2 separate regions of the Capra hircus genome follow, and region 2 is linked to region 1. Evidence: chromatin contacts called from public Hi-C data. All regions are on one chromosome and are shown on one strand. Each heading gives the region's core, a stretch centred on a gene start, on an enhancer-like site or on the middle of the called end of the contact. The rest is flanking DNA. Distances are from core to core; before and after follow the strand shown.

Region 1 (3,945 bases), core at 942-3,441:
CAGGGCCAGGTGAAGGGGCAGTGGGGTGGGACAGGATGGGACAGGCATGAGAGAAGCTCTAAGAACCACCTCCAGCCACCTCTCTTGCCCCAAACAGAAGACGCCCTGCCCTCTATGAGATGTATTAGTTTTTGGAGATATCTTTATTGACAGCCTCTGCGTTTAACGTAAAGGCAGCGGACGCTCATTGCAGCGCAGATGGTAGAGGGCTTCCCACCACGTGCTTCCCTCGGCCTCCTCCTCACAGCCTTCCAGACCTCTTAAGGAAACAAAAATGCCTGAAGCGGGGGACTTCCCTGGTGGTCCAGTGGCTAAGATTCCACACTCCCAGTGCAAGGGGCCCAGGTTCGATCCCTGGTCAGGGAACTAGATCCCGCATGCCTCAGCTAAGGCCCAGTAAAGCCAAATCAATCAATAAATACTGTAAAAAACAAGCAACAGAAGAAAAATGCAGGAACTGTCTCATACAGAGCAGTGAATAAAACACGTGCATGTGGTTTAGAGGATCATACGAGGAGCCCCCATGGGTGTACCTAAGCACACGCAGGTGATAGGATTTTTAAATTCACAAGAGGGACTCGTCCTACAGATTCTGAAACCTTTTTTTTAGCTACCTAGTACAGCGCGGGCATGTTTTTGTGTCATCACAGGTTTCCTTTTGCTTTCTAACAGTGGAGGGTCCCTCGTCTGGCTGGGTGAGGGGGGCTCATTCACCCCCGCGGCTGCACATCTGTGTGGTGGGCAGGGTTCCCCTCGCCCACAGATACGTCAGGCCTTCCCGTTTAAAGCCTTTTCCACTGGGGAAAGTGGGGGAAGACGGGTCTGAAAGGGTTACCTCTGGCTTTGAGTCAGCCTGCTCTGCCATGAGCCCCTCTTCTTGTGGGGCCTCTCGCCCACCCTCTGGGGCCCAGGGAGGTACCCAGTAGCAGGGAGGTGGGCTCAGTCAGTCCAGAGGGGACATGCCTTTGTCTCGCCTCACCCTGTGTGGAGAGCCTGAGGCAGGCAATAAGCGGAGTGAGTCCCTTCCCACCGACCAGAGCTCAGGAAGTTCAGTGGACACGGCTGTGCCCTGCGCCCTGTTCCAGGTGCCAACACCCTGCCCAGTAGCAGAGGGCAGGGTGGCTAGAACCGGGCTGCGGAAGGTGCTCTTAGAGTGGAGATTTCTCCTCCTGGTGACGCACATGGGTGAAGGACAGCCAGGGAAGAAAAGGCCAGCTAACAGCGGGAGCACCCACCTTCCCCCCTCACCCCCACAAACCTGCTGTGTCACCTGTCAGGCCTCCCAGGCCTTTCCCTTCCGTCACAGGCTCGTGTGTGCATGCTAAGTCATTTCAGTCGTGTCCGACTCTTTGCAGCCCCACGGACTGTAGCCCACCAGGGTCCTCTGGCCATGGGTTTCTCCAGGCAAGAATACTGGAGTGGATTGCCATGCCCTCCTCCAGGGGATTCTCCCCACCCAGGGACTGAACTTGTGTCTCTTAGGTCTCCTGCATTGAAAGGCAGGTTCTTTACCACTGGACCACCTGGGAAGTCCCACCACAGGCTCAGGTCCCGTTAAATCAGAGGAAGAAACTGAGGCCCAGAAAGGTGGTGAGATCTGACACTGATCAGGCCTCGTTTCAGTCCTGGCTCTGCTGGATAAGGTGTGTGAGCCCCTGAGCAGGTCACTTGCCTGCTCTGAGCCTTAGTTTCTGGGTCTGAAGCATGTGCTCTGCACTCTACAGTGGAGACTTGTGTGCAGCAGGTGCTCAAATGAATGTCCCTGCTTAGCTTGATTTGTCCTCCAGGTCCCTAAGCCCAGCACCCACCCCCCACACCCCAACCTCCAGATCTGGCAGATGTGGCTTCCGCCCAGGAGGCCTTCTCAGCTCATCCACCCTGTTCTTCCACTTTCTCACTTCCCTCCCCACCCTGGGCTCCCCTCTGCATCCCGTGACAGCTCGGGGTTCCCACCAGCCCCTGGCTCCCACCCCCACCAGGGTCTCCCGCCCGCCCAGCAGAATGCCCCCCACCCATCCATCCACCCACCCCAGCGCCAAGTTCCCACGGGCCTGGCCTCCCCTCCTGCCCGCTGGCTCGACGGCTCCCACAGCACGGCCTTGTTTCCCCGGGAACAGTGCGTCTGTGTCGCAGACAACAATGTCCTTTCATCTCGGGCGCTGCCCTGGTGCACGCCAGGATGCGGCACAAAGGGTGCTTTGTGCAGCCCGGGGATGTGAGCTCCTGGCTTTGCCACGCGGAGCCACCAGCCGGGGCCCGTGTCCTTGGGTGCCGGTTATGCAACAGTCCGTCGGGGCTGCGGGGCGGGCCCAGGCTCCGGCCCCCCTGCCCCCGGCCCAGCTCACCCTTGGGCCACCAGCGCTGCGCCCACACTCCCCTCAGCCTCCCGCCCTCTCCGCTGTCCCCCGCTCAGCTGGGCTTCGCCGACTTGAACCTGGCAGAGTTTGCGGGCTCGGGCTCCACGGTGCGCTGCTGCCTGCTGGAGGGCTACGACACGAAGAACACTCGACAGGACAACTCCATCCTCAAGGTACCAGGGGCTCCGGGCCTCATCTGCCCCTCCCACCAGGGGCAGGGGCAAGGGCTGGCCGCCTCCCTGTCAGAGTCCCGTGGGGAGTTGCAAAGAACACAGGTTCTCACCCCAGACGGACAGCGAGAGACGCTGGGAAGACGTGGGCCCTGGGGTCAGGAAACTCCCCTTGGAGGCCTGACTTAGCCACTGGCCTCAGTTTTGCCCTCCATAATCGGGGCTCAGGGAGTGGACCCCAACAGTCTCTTGTGGTGAGACCAGCAGCCCTTATCTCGTGGTGCCCAACCACAGTCTGGCAGGGAATGGTGTCTCTTCCTGGCCCCAGTTTTGCACAGGAGGGGCTCCACCTTTGGGTGGTCATCCACCCAAAGGCACAGCAAAGCTGGCACCTGACCCTGCAGCCCAGCTCCTAACCATAGCCGCACATGACGCAAGGCCACCTGAGCTCCAGGGCACCGGGGTGTGGACAGACCTGCCGTCCCTGCACCCAGCAGACCCGGGCAGCCATCCCAAGGGCCCAGCCACGTGAAGGTTTCCGGGACCGGGGCAGCACCCTCCCCCTGGGCAGCTGCCTCCTGAACCCCTATGGACAGAGAGATTGGGGCATCCGCTGCCAGCTCACCTTTCTTCCTCATCTCCACACCCTTCCACCTGGCTGAGAAAACAGTCTTGTGTTAACCACAGCCCAGTGAGCTGACCCAGTGGGAGAGTGCTGTGTCTGGCAGAGCTGAGTAGGAGGTGGTAGGCAAGGGCGCTAGGGCCTCCTGGACCTTTTGCAGAAGAAGCCAAAGGCCACTGGAAAGGTCCAGGCTAGCCCTTGTGAGAGCCAGGGCCTCAGTGCATCCTCAGACCAGATTAAGGGGGCCTCGGGTCCAAGGCCAGCTCCCCCATGTCCTGTCTGCCGGACCTTGGATAGTCATTTATTTCCCCTGAGTCTGAGTCTCAGTTCCTGTGTCTATAGCCTGAGGCCACCACGTGCATGGCAGGTTGCTATCACAGCCAAATGAAATAACCCATTAAAAATCTCAGCCTCAGCCCAGCGGGCACCGTTTTTGTCGGAGGTGTCCCGGGGATTCTTTCTCAGCCGATCACCTGTCACTTCATTCTAGCCCCAATTCAGGGGCCCAAATCTTGCCTTGTTTGAACCATTGCCGAACTCTTTGCCCAAGTGGATGTTAAACGTTTCTAATGACTTCTTGCTTTGCTTTATTCAACAAACTTTCACACACCCCTGCCATCTGTGTTGGACTCTGTGAACTCCTATGCTGTGTCAGGCTGGGTGGGCCCCTCCCCACCAGGTAGGCTTTAAGAGCCCCCCTCCCACCTGCCTTGCCCGCTCTGGGGGCTGTGAGGATAGAGAATGTCTGTGGCCTCACCGTTGAGGGTCCCACAGTCTAGTCACCGTTCTGAAATGA
Region 2 (4,368 bases), core at 549-3,048, 63 kb before region 1:
GGAAATGGGGGTGGGGATGATGCAGGAAAGCAAAATCCTTCCTTCTCAAAACAGGTAGTGGGCAGAGAGAGTATGGAAGGCAGGTAAACAGAGCAGGGAGGGAAAATTGGCTAAGGTATGTATCAAAAGACAGCAGTATGTGCTGATTGCTTAGAAGCATGAAATGCGTAAGTGCTAGGAAAAAAATAAACCCGAAGACTCAAAAGTGGTTGCTTCTGGGGGAGGGGGGGTGGCGTGGGGAGACGGGGAGGGACAGACAGGAAACCAATGCGTGTTGTTATCTTCCTTTTCACGTTAAGTTGGTTTTGTTTCCCATACCTGGGCTGTATTGCATCAATTCTAAGACGCCCATTTATTCACATGCTTAAAAACTGAAGTATAGCTGATTTTCAATATTATGTTCGTTTCAGGTGTACAGCACAATGATTCATATGATACCGGGAAAGACTGAGGACAGGAGGAGAAGGGGACGACAGAGGATGAGATGGTTGGATGGCACCACCGACTTAATGGACATGAGTTTGAGCAAGCTCCAGGAAATAGTGAAGGGGAGAGAAATCTGGCGTGCTGCTGTCCATGGGATTGCAACGAGTCGAACACGACTTAGTGGTTGAACAACAATATATATATATATATATCTTGTATCGATCGCTTCCTGGCTGGGTGACATTAAGGAAGTCGCTTAGCCTCTCTGAGCCCTGAATTCTTCATCTAACGAATTTGATAATACTCCAGAATTGTAATATTAAGTAAGCACATGATCTACAGTAGAAGTGCAATAAACAGCAGCTGTTCCAATTAGCTCTTTTTAAATTTAAAATAATTGTTATTTTGTCAAAATAATGCCACACTTCAGTGAATCTAAGACATCACCAACTATAACACGCACCATTACTTATGCACCATGGAGAAATAAGCACTGCCAATTATACGTGTCAGGTGCACGGCTGACTGTAAAAAGATGCATCTTGATTTTAAAGATGTTAAAATGTGAATCAATGCCTGGCGACGATCATGCTGAGTGAAGTAAGCCAGCCAGCCAGAGAAAGATAAATATGATATCGCTTATATGTGGAATCTGAAAAAAAAAATAAAGAGATACAAATGAACTTATTTCCAAAACAGAAAGAGACTCACAGACATAGAAAACAAATTTACCAAAGGGGAAAGGTGTGGAGGGGGATAAATTAGGAGTTTGGGATTAATACATACACACTAAAATAGACAAACAGCGAGGACCTATTGTATAGCACAGGGAATTATATTCAATATCTTATAATGACCTATAATGGAAAAGAATCTGAAAAAGTATATATACATGTATATTATAAAACTGAATCACTTTACATCTGAAACTAACACAATGTTGTAAATCAACTATACATCAATTAAAAAAAAAAAAAACTAGGGCGTGACTGACTCCCGAGTATTACCTCCGTTTTGATTAGTTTGAAAGAGAGAGGGGCCATCTAGTAGTCCCTTCAGTTGTAAGGCCCAGAGAGAAACAGAGACTGCTCAAAATCACACAGCCTGACAAAGGTCAAGTTGGGCGTAGACCTGGGCCTTTAGCTGCCGGTCCAGTGTCCTTTTCCAGAAACTTGTCTCTCCCTTACTGTTACCCCGAAACTCAGGACACCACTGAGAGCTTGGATTGCAGCTCCCAAGTGCAGGCAACATTTCTGGGGCCCAGGTGGGGCCCTAGGAGGTGGACTCTGGGAAGGCAGGGTGTCACAGGAACACAGCAGGGAGTTCTGGGTCAGCAGCAGGGCGACCTCAGGACTGGGCAACCCCGCCGGAGGAGTGTGGTGTGGCGGGGCCCAGGGGCTTGTCTGGAAGCTGTCCTTGTGCAGCGAGCTCACTGTTTTTGGGCAAAGGTGTCCATGGACAGAGGAGCCCGGTGCTTTACAGTCCATGGGTCGCAAAGTGTCGGACGCGACTGAAGCGACTTAGCACGCACACATGGGCTTGTTCAAGGTCCCTGGGGCACTGAGCTGCTAGTGGTTAGCACAATGGGGAGGGGGATAACCACGGCCAAGCAGTCCTTCAGCTTTGCTTCCTCTTTTGGCAAAAAATTGCTCCCACCTCCCAGCACTGAAAAGAGCCCTTGTCACTATTTACTGAGTGTCTCGCTGGTCCTCCGAGCAAAGGCCCGGAGAGGTCAAGCCAGGCGTCTGCAGTCACACAGCCAGCAAGGAGCCCGTCTGCCTCTAGAGCCTGCACTGTAACCCTCAGCAGCACTGCTTGCGAATGGTGTTTCTGTGTATCTGATGGTACGTGGCCATTTGGGGCACCTGCCCCCTAAAGGGAAACCTACATCCCGTTTCCAGTTCCACCTCAAAGATATGAATTGTCAATAGCAGTAACTCGGGAGCTAATCGCTCAGGTGAAGCCCTGCCTCCTCTTTCCTTCCTCTCTCCTCTGGTCCTCTGCAGAGCTCCCAGCAGCCCCCAGTCTGCACGTGACTATGGCCTGCCTGTGGCCTTTGCAGCATTTTCACACCTTCTGTCTCAGAGCCACGTTCTCCTCTTCTGCCAAATGGGAGGGAGGGTAAAACTGACCTCGTGGGTCTCCTTTGGAGACTGCAGGAGTTAATGCATGTTCTGTGCGGTGCACTCCACCTGGTTGGGGATCTGGGAGGAGGGTCGAGGAGTCAGGGGACACGGGTGTGACCCTTGGGCCTGTACTGACCAGCTGTGCAGCCGGAGGCAAGTCTCTGCCTCTCTGAGCCTCTGTTTCCTCATCTGTATGATGAAGTCACAGCCTTGCCCCACCTGTCACTTACCTACAGCAGGTCAAGGGATGAGACTGATGTTACTGTGGTTCTCGGTCATCTTCACTGCTCCGCTCCCTTGACGCTCTTTTCCCATCAGAAGAGCCCATCTAGGGACTTCCCTGGTAGTCCAATGGCTAAGACTCTTTGCTCCCAATGCAGGTGTCCTGGATTTGATCCCCAGTCAGGGAACTAAATCCTATATGTCGCAACTAAGAGTTTGTATGCGACAACAAAGATCAAACATCCCTAATGTCACAACTATGATCCAGCACAAACAACAAAAAAAAGCCCACCAGGAACCTTATCCCAAGACTCCTCTGTTCCCTAGGGTGCTGGGAATCCTCACAGGACTGAACCAAGGGACCGCGAGGATCATCGAATCCTTTATCTGTGAAGCGGGCACAAGGACTATGTCTGCCTCACTGCAGCGTGGGGAGAACCACGTGAGTTGATGCACGTAAATTGCCCAGGGGATCTTCTCTGATGGAGGGAAACAAGCAAGGAGGCTCACGGCAGCAGGATTTGGGATGAAGAGAAGGGCAAATCTCCACAATCCATCTTCCACGTAGCCCCAGAGTGCCTGGATCCCTGGGATTCCTCCTTGGGAAGCCCCTCCCACATGTACGAGAGATGCTCTGCGTGACAGTGACAGAGTGGCCCACCCTTGCAGTATGATAACCACTTCTTTATTTTTTTGAAGGTTTTTTTTTTTTTGGTGTGTGTGTACCATTGTAAAGCATTTATTGAATTTGTTACAATATTGCTTCTGTTTTATGGGTTTTTTTTGTTTGTTTTTTTGGTCGTGAGGCCTGTGGGGTCTCAGTTCCCTGATCAGGGATCAGACTCTCACCCCTTCCATTGGGAAGCAAAGTCTAAACCGCTAGACCACCAGTGAAGTCCCCATATAACCACTTCTGAGGTGAGGTTGTGAAAGACTGTGGCCTCCACCCGGGGCTGTCTCCAGAACAAGGAACTGTCACATCCTGGGGACACTCAGACGGCCTATGGGGAGGCCAAGGAACTGAAATGTCCGGTCAAAGCCAGCAAGGAACAGACGCCAGCAGCAATCACAGAGGTGAACCTGGAAGCCGATTCTCCAGCCACTGCAGCCTGACTGCTGAGAGACCCAGAGCCAGAACAATCCAGCTGAGCCACTCCCGGATTCCTGACCCCCAGGACCTCTAAGATAGTCAGTGTTTGTCTTTTCTTTGGCAGCACGCTATGCATATAAGATCCTAGTTCCCCTGACCAGGGATGGAACTCGCACCTCCTGCAGTCAAAGTGCAGATTCTTAACCCCTGGACTGCCAAGGAAGTCGCTAAATGTTTATTTATCTAAGCTGCTGAGTTTGGGGGGAGCTTGTTTTACAGCAGCAGTTACTGTTATACAGCAGTAAATAACTGGTACTATTAAATCCGTTTTCATGTACACTTGTTATGAAATGCTGCTGTTGTTTAGTTGTGAAGTCATGTCCAACTCTTTTACGACCCCGTAGCCTGCAGCCCGCCAGGCTGCTCTGTCCATGGGATTCTCCAAGCAAGAATAATGGAGGGGGTTGCTATTTCCTTCTCCAGGGGATCTTCTGGACCCAGGGA

What was found. A called contact is a pair of places that touch in the nucleus more often than the background predicts.
Region 2: a Hi-C map of blood shows a contact between it and region 1, with 4 times the contacts expected there. The contact joins two enhancer-like sites. A contact is called at or near these places in 4 of 5 Hi-C or Micro-C datasets (blood and liver).

Annotation. Positions count from the first base shown.
Region 1 is chr11:98,164,622-98,168,566 of ARS1.2, reverse strand. FAM102A (protein FAM102A) reads left to right here. Exons shown (of 11, transcript XM_018055840.1): 4 at 2,414-2,530. Among named protein-coding and RNA genes, the nearest start is that of DPM2, 13 kb to the right of the region's middle. Within about 2 kb of position 2,191, at least 2 of the 5 cell types and tissues checked have an H3K27ac peak or open chromatin away from gene starts, as enhancers often do.
Region 2 is chr11:98,227,136-98,231,503 of ARS1.2, reverse strand. No RefSeq gene overlaps it. Among named protein-coding and RNA genes, the nearest start is that of NAIF1, 28 kb to the left of the region's middle. Within about 2 kb of position 1,798, at least 1 of the 5 cell types and tissues checked has an H3K27ac peak or open chromatin away from gene starts, as enhancers often do.